Regions from separate parts of the Oncorhynchus mykiss genome. Here region 1 is linked to region 2. The links are chromatin contacts, called in public Hi-C maps. All regions are on one chromosome and are shown on one strand. The core of a region is the stretch at or near the end of the contact, and the rest is flanking DNA. Distances in the headings are between cores, read along the strand shown. Region 1 holds the start of LOC110532492 (mitochondrial import inner membrane translocase subunit Tim17-B). Region 2 holds the start of LOC110532476 (testis-specific Y-encoded-like protein 5).

Region 1 (3,620 bases), core at 601-3,100, 310 kb after region 2:
AAGCACATGACAACTTGTTTTTGTCTCACCAGATAAGCTTCGTCAGGAGTCTCACATTCCATGCTGTGTATGGATTGAGAATAGAATGTGAACTTGAGACTTCATCCAAACGTAGCAGAAAAGGAGCCCACAGTTCTGTGTTTGTTTCCCTCCGAGTTTGAAGCCCTGTGGTCAGTTGTCGTCAATCACTGGGGGGCTTATTATTGGCAGCGTTGGCCCTGAGTACAGCTCCAGGGCTGGGGTACGGACGCTGCTGGAACAAAGGCCCTGATGCCGTGGTGTCTGCCCCAGTCTTCGCCTCATTGCGCTTGGGCAAGCCAGTGGACCAATTGCCCCTATGGGAAGGAAAATAAATCTTAGATACATACACAGCAGGGGGAAAAGAGTGGTGATTAATGACCACTGGTTGGGTCAGTGGCCTTACTTGGGAGCATCGGAATAGGAGCTGGGGTCCATCTCATCCTTCCTCCCTGAAAGAGTTTAGAGATCTGTTAGCAAGTGTATACAATTCATTATGTTTGTTTATGCTTGCAATATTTGTTTTGAGCAAGAAACACAATGTCCCTCTGGAGGAAGGTTATGAATCTTTACCTCCTCGCTTGTTCTTGCTATAAGGGGCAGTGTCTTCTCTGCATCTGTCTGTCTCTCCCTCCCATTATTCCTTCTTTCCATTTCTGGTTCTCGCTCCCTCTCTCTGTCCTCTCCAACTTCTGCTGTAAGACAGAAAAACAGAATATTGGGGTTAATGAATGTCAATCAAATCCATCCTAAATATTGAGTGTGAATACATAACGGTCTCCTACTGGGTGGTCATGCTAGGACTCTTCTTACCCCTCAACATCTTGGCAGCTTTGGTTATCATAGATGTGGATTCGGTTGGGGACAGCCAGGCAACCAGGTCAGATTCCACATTCCAGCAGTATGGCAGACCACTGAGGATACAATATACATGGAATCTTAGTCTACGAGAAAAAATAAATCACTCCATCATAGCTGCTGTCCAGTAGCCATACCCAATGGGTTTTGTACAATTTACAGATTTAGTAGAGAATCTGAAAGAGTGCTTACCAAATAGGGTCAATTACTTTGTACCAGTTGGGTGGTAAATTCTCACGGGCAGTGGCCTCAATCTACATTGTTATCGTCGTAGTCCTCAGCAATGATCTCCACATCTATAGACAAGTAGTGCTGGTAAATGACAGATAGCTAGTTAACGTTTTCAGTGAGTATACATTTGATTGTTTGGAACAGTTTGTTGCCATACCTTCATCTGAGTACTTAAGAATCCCTCTTTTGGCTAGGCGAGCCAGTAACGTCGGGGACAGAGGCATCCTAAGAGAAAATGAATGCTTATAACTAGCCTCACTCACATAGTCATTGCCCAAATATATTAGTTTCTAGATTTTTTTAAAAAGTACGTGTAGCTAACGTTAGCTCACTCGCGTCTAAGCATCAGTATTGTGGCCACAAACTAACGTTTCTAGACTATCCAAATTAGCCGTAATTTAAGGGAAACGTTAATGTAATCAAATGTAAATACAACTAAAAGCCCGGTTTATAGTTACCTGCAGCCAGAATTGTAATTGGCTACTTAATTTCAGATGTGGAGTGAAATCTAGCTAGCTAGCCCCCTCCGTGATAATAGAAACAGCACAAAGGCACTATGATTATGTCATTATTTGTGGGGAGGTTCACGTGCTAACATGCCTGCTGTATCTGCATTTCTATTTTGAAGTCGGGAAATATAGAAACGCAGCCCCCTGATGTTTGCAGCTATGGCTCTATCCAGTTTTGTGGCTGCCAGTCTACCAGAAACAATGCAAAATTGCAAACTAGCCACCTACGCAGCATCGCTTCAAACTGGCGAAATTGACGTACGTGAACCAACCCAATTCCTTAATCTCAGAAGTGTGTCGTCACCCAGCCCGAACAGCAACAACAAACATGGAGGAATATGCCCGTGAACCTTGGTAAAGTACATTTCAGATTAGGCTGAGAAATAAGTAAACCGTTTTCAATATTGGTCCGATCTCTCTTTAGCCAACATACATGGTTAAAGAGTATGCTTCACCATATGGTTATGCCTTTCATGCCTGAGTCATTACAAAAATGATGGTTGAATTTACTAGCAGTAACCTTAAGAGAAATCTGGTGCTTACTTGTCCTTTTTATTTTTTATTTAACCTTTATTTAACTCCTTGCTTTAAATGAGAATTGAAATCGAGAACCAACTTCTCTCGTTGAAAACGACATATGGTCAAACGTTTATTCCAGTGCCAAAAATGGACAAAGTGTAAGTATTGTAACGACCCTGGGCTTATACATTTTGGTCGTGAAGTCAGTGTCTTTCAACGGTGAGTTTTATAAAATGTTGCGTACAAGAGTTTGTCAGGACTTACTTTAGGGTTATTTTATTTATTTTCTATAAAGCCCACCAATACTGGATATATATATAGCTGCGGTGATTGCACTTTATCCAATACATATTGCAGAACACACAGACCTGCCCAGCAGCTCAGTAGATCGGACTTTGTTTGCTTAAGACAACACGGTGCATGTTTTTACTTGAGAAATGCTGCAGCAAACACTTTAGGTAGATGTAAAATTGCGTGAATAAAACCTTATAAAAAAAAATACTAAAAAGTAAATACAGATTTTCTTGAGTTATCTTAGATTCCTTCAGACTATTTTGAGTAAGTGATACTAGCTTTGTTCCTATGGTATCTCATGGGAGACAAACATTAGCAACACCCCTAAGACTCAAATCTCGTTTTTCGTAATGAGCAACACAAAAACACAGGCAGAATTGGTGCATTCAGTTGCTCTTTAAACTAGCCTTTTTATAAATGGTCTTTGTAAAATGTTTGTTAATGGTTTTTAATAAGTATCCTAATAATAATATTAGCTATTTAAATATTATGGTAGTGTGTGTGTATATATAGTTTAAATCAGTAATAAGCCTACACATTTATGAATAGATAGACAAAGGATTTCTATTGAATCTGTCAGTATTGTGGTTTAATTACCCATGTATTTTACACACACTTCTCAGTCCCTGGAGAATAGTAGATGATTGTGGTGGTGCATTCACCATGGGGACAATTGGCGGAGGGGTATTCCAGTCAATCAAGGGCTTTCGGAACGCTCCTGTGGTCAGTTTAAAATACTTTCTCTGAGCATATCAAATATATTTTAAGATCAATATCAGCACAGTGATTCAATCCTTTTTTCCATCTCTGCACAGGGCTTTCAGCACAGACTAAAAGGTAGTGCCAATGCTGTGAGAATAAGAGCTCCACAGATCGGCGGTAAGGGTCACTGTCTCTACAGGAGTTCTCTCTCGTACAGCACAAAGTACAAACCCCATCATCACTGTTTGTTTATTTCTCACTAACAGTTTGTGTGATGTTCCTGTAGGTAGCTTTGCTGTGTGGGGTGGACTTTTCTCAACGATCGACTGTGGTCTGGTCCATATTCGAGGGAAAGAGGATCCCTGGAACTCTATAACTAGTGGAGCGATGACTGGGGCAGTCCTGGCTGCACGCAGTGAGTGTTGAAGCAAACATTTATTTGACAATAATTTAAATTTGGTATATTTCATATTTTTTTCTAGACCCTCA
Region 2 (3,469 bases), core at 357-2,856:
AGAGCGCCTTCATCTGTTTTGTCAATGTGAGCAGAGAGATGAGGGTGGTTCAATAACTGTTGAGCTTTGAGCCAAGGGAAAAATAAATGTGACATACCAACACACTCACAATCAACAACATACGTGTGTGTGTGTGTAGGAGTATTCAAAAGGATACTGCCGTGACCCAGAAGCCAGGGATGGCCTGTATGATGGAGCTACGCTGGTCCACGTGTGGACGGCGCTGGCGGCTCAGTTTCAGCTCTAGCCGCTGGTGAAGCCGCGCACCTTTCTTCTCCAGAGCATCCAGCCTCATCTGTACCTGCGCCAGAAGGGCCACTGACTGTCGGATCTCCGGGGCCATCTTCACTGAAACTATAGCGCACTCCCCGTCATCATCATCATTATCTGAAGGGAAAGAGGAACTCGGTGCGGACGAAGATCCGGGTATTGAGTCGTCTTCCTCATCCGCATCGGGCATGTCCTCGGCATCCTCCTTGTCAACTCCACGCAGTGAGGTAGAGCTGTCTGCTGCTGCTGCCTGTGTGTGAAGACCCCTTTCAGGTTTTGATCGTTCCTTTGAGGACTCCTGGTCACCACGCTTACCTTTGTGTCCCATTCTCTCATAATGTCCAACTTTCTTTGAGGAAAATGGCTTTTGTTTAACCTCTTCACCCGTAGCTGCTCCTGTGAGACTTGCAAGTGCCTCGGCGGCTGCTATAGCGGCCGAATCAGACTGGTCCAGTGAAGTTGAGGGTCGGCAATCTCCAGCACCAGCACTTCCCAGGTTTTTTACTTCCTTTGCATCGCTAGAGACTGGTGCACCCGATACAAGAGCACTGTTGACGGCGCTGACATGTGCATCAGCGCTGGATGGGTTATTGGCAGTGACAGCTGCACAAATCCCCCCCCCGGGTCCCTTTTTCAGATCTAGTCCACTCTCCTCATTTCCATTCTTCTCTTCTATGGCTGGTACTTTATCGCCATCTTCCCCATTTTTGTTTCCATGAGAATTCGATGGTAATTCACTGGACACCTCGCCGTCCACTTTGGCTAACTTACTTGGAAGAGGGGACTGGCCAGCCTGCTCGTCGGACTGACATCGTTTCTTCGGTGCGGAGTCTGCAGACTTTTTGCTGTACCTCGTTTTTTCGCTCATTTTTGCCAATTAGTCTGCTGCGCTAGCTAACGCAATATCCTACAAATTAGTTAACTAGCCTAGAGGGTAACGTTAGTGGAAGTGTTTAAATAGCTAGATACAACTAGCTTCCTTGTTCGTGGCACAAATTACTAGCTAGCTACTACGAGCGTATTTTCTATAAACAGTTAGCAAGTTCCTTTTCCGCGTAAATTTAGCTAGAGGCCTACAGTACTGTAGCGCGAGCTAGCTTGCTAGCTAGCTTAGCTTGCGTGTGTTATTCGTGTTACAACTAGGTCCCGTTCTCTTAAAAGCAATATATTAATTTAGCACTAATTGTGCATTATTTTTTAAGTATTATATTGAATAAAATCCTGGTTTATAATTCCATAGGGTCCTGAAATGTTTTACATTTCTCCTTTCCCTCACTATTTCTCCGGCCGCGATGTTTATTACGTTACGAGATAGGAAAACAATCCGCTGATTGGTTACAGTACACCGCGCTGAAACATATCCACCAATCATACAAAGGATGTATGTTTGAGTGAGTCAGCTTTACCAACAGAAGCTGCGCTGCATATTTACAGTACTAGGGAGCGCGCACGTACACGTACACTGACATTGTATGCAGTACCCCGACACTCGATCTATTTTGATAGGATGATTTTTTTTCTGGCCTACAATGTAGCCTTACCTTGATATGTGAATTGAAAAATACGTTGGGTTAGGAATCATTTTTCACTTCATTGTAGGCCTACCAGCAATTGAAACTTGCTCATTTATTACCGATTATTAAAATATAGTATATGGAGAAACAATGTCAAGTTGAATGTGCTGCCTGCTCGAAAGATGAGAGGCTGATTTTCGAGGACAGAGAAAGGAAAGCAATATCAATTTCAACATCAATTTAGAACACCGGCTTCCCCTTATCATGCAAAATGCTTGCACATGGCACCTGACAAGGCAGTATAGTTACATCAATGTCATGACAACAATGTTATCACTGTAGTAACTTAAGTGTTATAACACAGGTATCGAGCAACTTGGCCCTGTTTTTGTTCCAGTCCAAGTTATGGTCTCTGATAATATTGAATATGACCAATTTGATAGAGTCTTGTACCAATGATGTTCTCTTTAATTACATTATTGCATAGCCAACCTACTAGCTTTCCATTCATGTAGTCAGCACTCCATGTAGTCAGCACAAAATTTGAAATAGGCCTATTATTTTTGCCTGACGATTCAACCTGAATTGCATTCAGTTACTCAGGTGGCAGAGCAATGTGGATGGATAGCCAGGCAACTATTATTGGATCATAACAGAGACACAAAGGTGAATGGCAGCATTACTTATGCCACCTAGTGGATCAGATGGAGTAATGATCCAAAACAAGGAGTCAATGGAGTATGAGAATGATAACCACACCATTCATTTACCATCAATAACTGAGCACAGTATATTATTTTGTACTAGGAAGGTCTACAATATGCTTGAATATCCATATAGGCCTAGCTATGATTATTTAGATCAAACATGTCATACAACCTACACACACCGGCGCTTTTATCAGGTACACCATCCCATTCACGAAAATGGTTTGCTCCTACAGTGAGTCATGTGGCCATGGCTCTATAAAGCAGGCAGACAGGCATCGAGGCATTCAGTTACTATTCGATTGAATGTTAGAAGGGGCAAAACGAGTGACCTAAGTGACATTGAGCATGGTATGATCGTCAGTGTCAGGCGCCGGATCCAGTATCTCAGAAATGGCAGCCCTCCTGGCCTTTCACACACGACAGTGTCGAGGGTTTACTGAGAATGGTTTGACAAACAAAAAACATCCAGTCAACGGCAGTCCTATGGGCGAAAACAGCTCGTTGATGAAAGAGGTCGAAGGAGAATGGCAAGAATGGTGCAAGCTAACAGGTGGGCCAACAACAGACAAATGACGGCGCAGTACATGTGCAGAACGGCATCTTGGAACGCACAACTCAGCGATCCTTGTCCTGAATGGGCTATTGCAGCAGACGACTAGAAGAAGCAGCTACAGTGGGAACGCGATCAACAACACTGGACAATTGAGAAGTGGAAAAACATTGCCTAGTTTGTCGAATCTCGGTTCCTGTTGTGTCCTGCTGATGGCAGAGTCAGGATTTGGCGTGAGCAGCATGAGTCCATGGACCCCTCCTGCCTGGTACAGGCTGGTGGCGGTGGTGTACTGGTGAAGGGAATCTTAATTGGACCTATATTGTCACAGCAAAATAATCCTGCTGTAACAGGATTTGAACGTTTAGTCCATAATGTTACTTGATCGGTGGTTAGGCTATTAGCTGGCCAAAAGTAGGCTACAT

What was found. Hi-C and Micro-C count contacts between places; a contact is called where the count stands out from the background.
Region 1: a Hi-C map of liver shows a contact between it and region 2, with 3 times the contacts expected there. The contact joins the promoter of LOC110532492 here to the promoter of LOC110532476 in region 2. A contact is called at or near these places in 2 of 3 Hi-C or Micro-C datasets (blood and liver).

The regions. Positions count from the first base shown.
Region 1 is chr9:58,666,240-58,669,859 of USDA_OmykA_1.1, forward strand. It overlaps LOC110532492 (mitochondrial import inner membrane translocase subunit Tim17-B), which reads left to right and starts at 1,851. Exons shown (of 6, transcript XM_021616450.2): 1 at 1,851-1,970; 2 at 3,053-3,152; 3 at 3,245-3,308; 4 at 3,418-3,546. The coding sequence starts at 1,945. It also overlaps the pseudogene LOC110531218.
Region 2 is chr9:58,356,605-58,360,073 of USDA_OmykA_1.1, forward strand. It overlaps LOC110532476 (testis-specific Y-encoded-like protein 5), which reads right to left and starts at 1,607. Exons shown (of 8, transcript XR_002474835.2): 1 at 158-1,607; 2 at 1-56.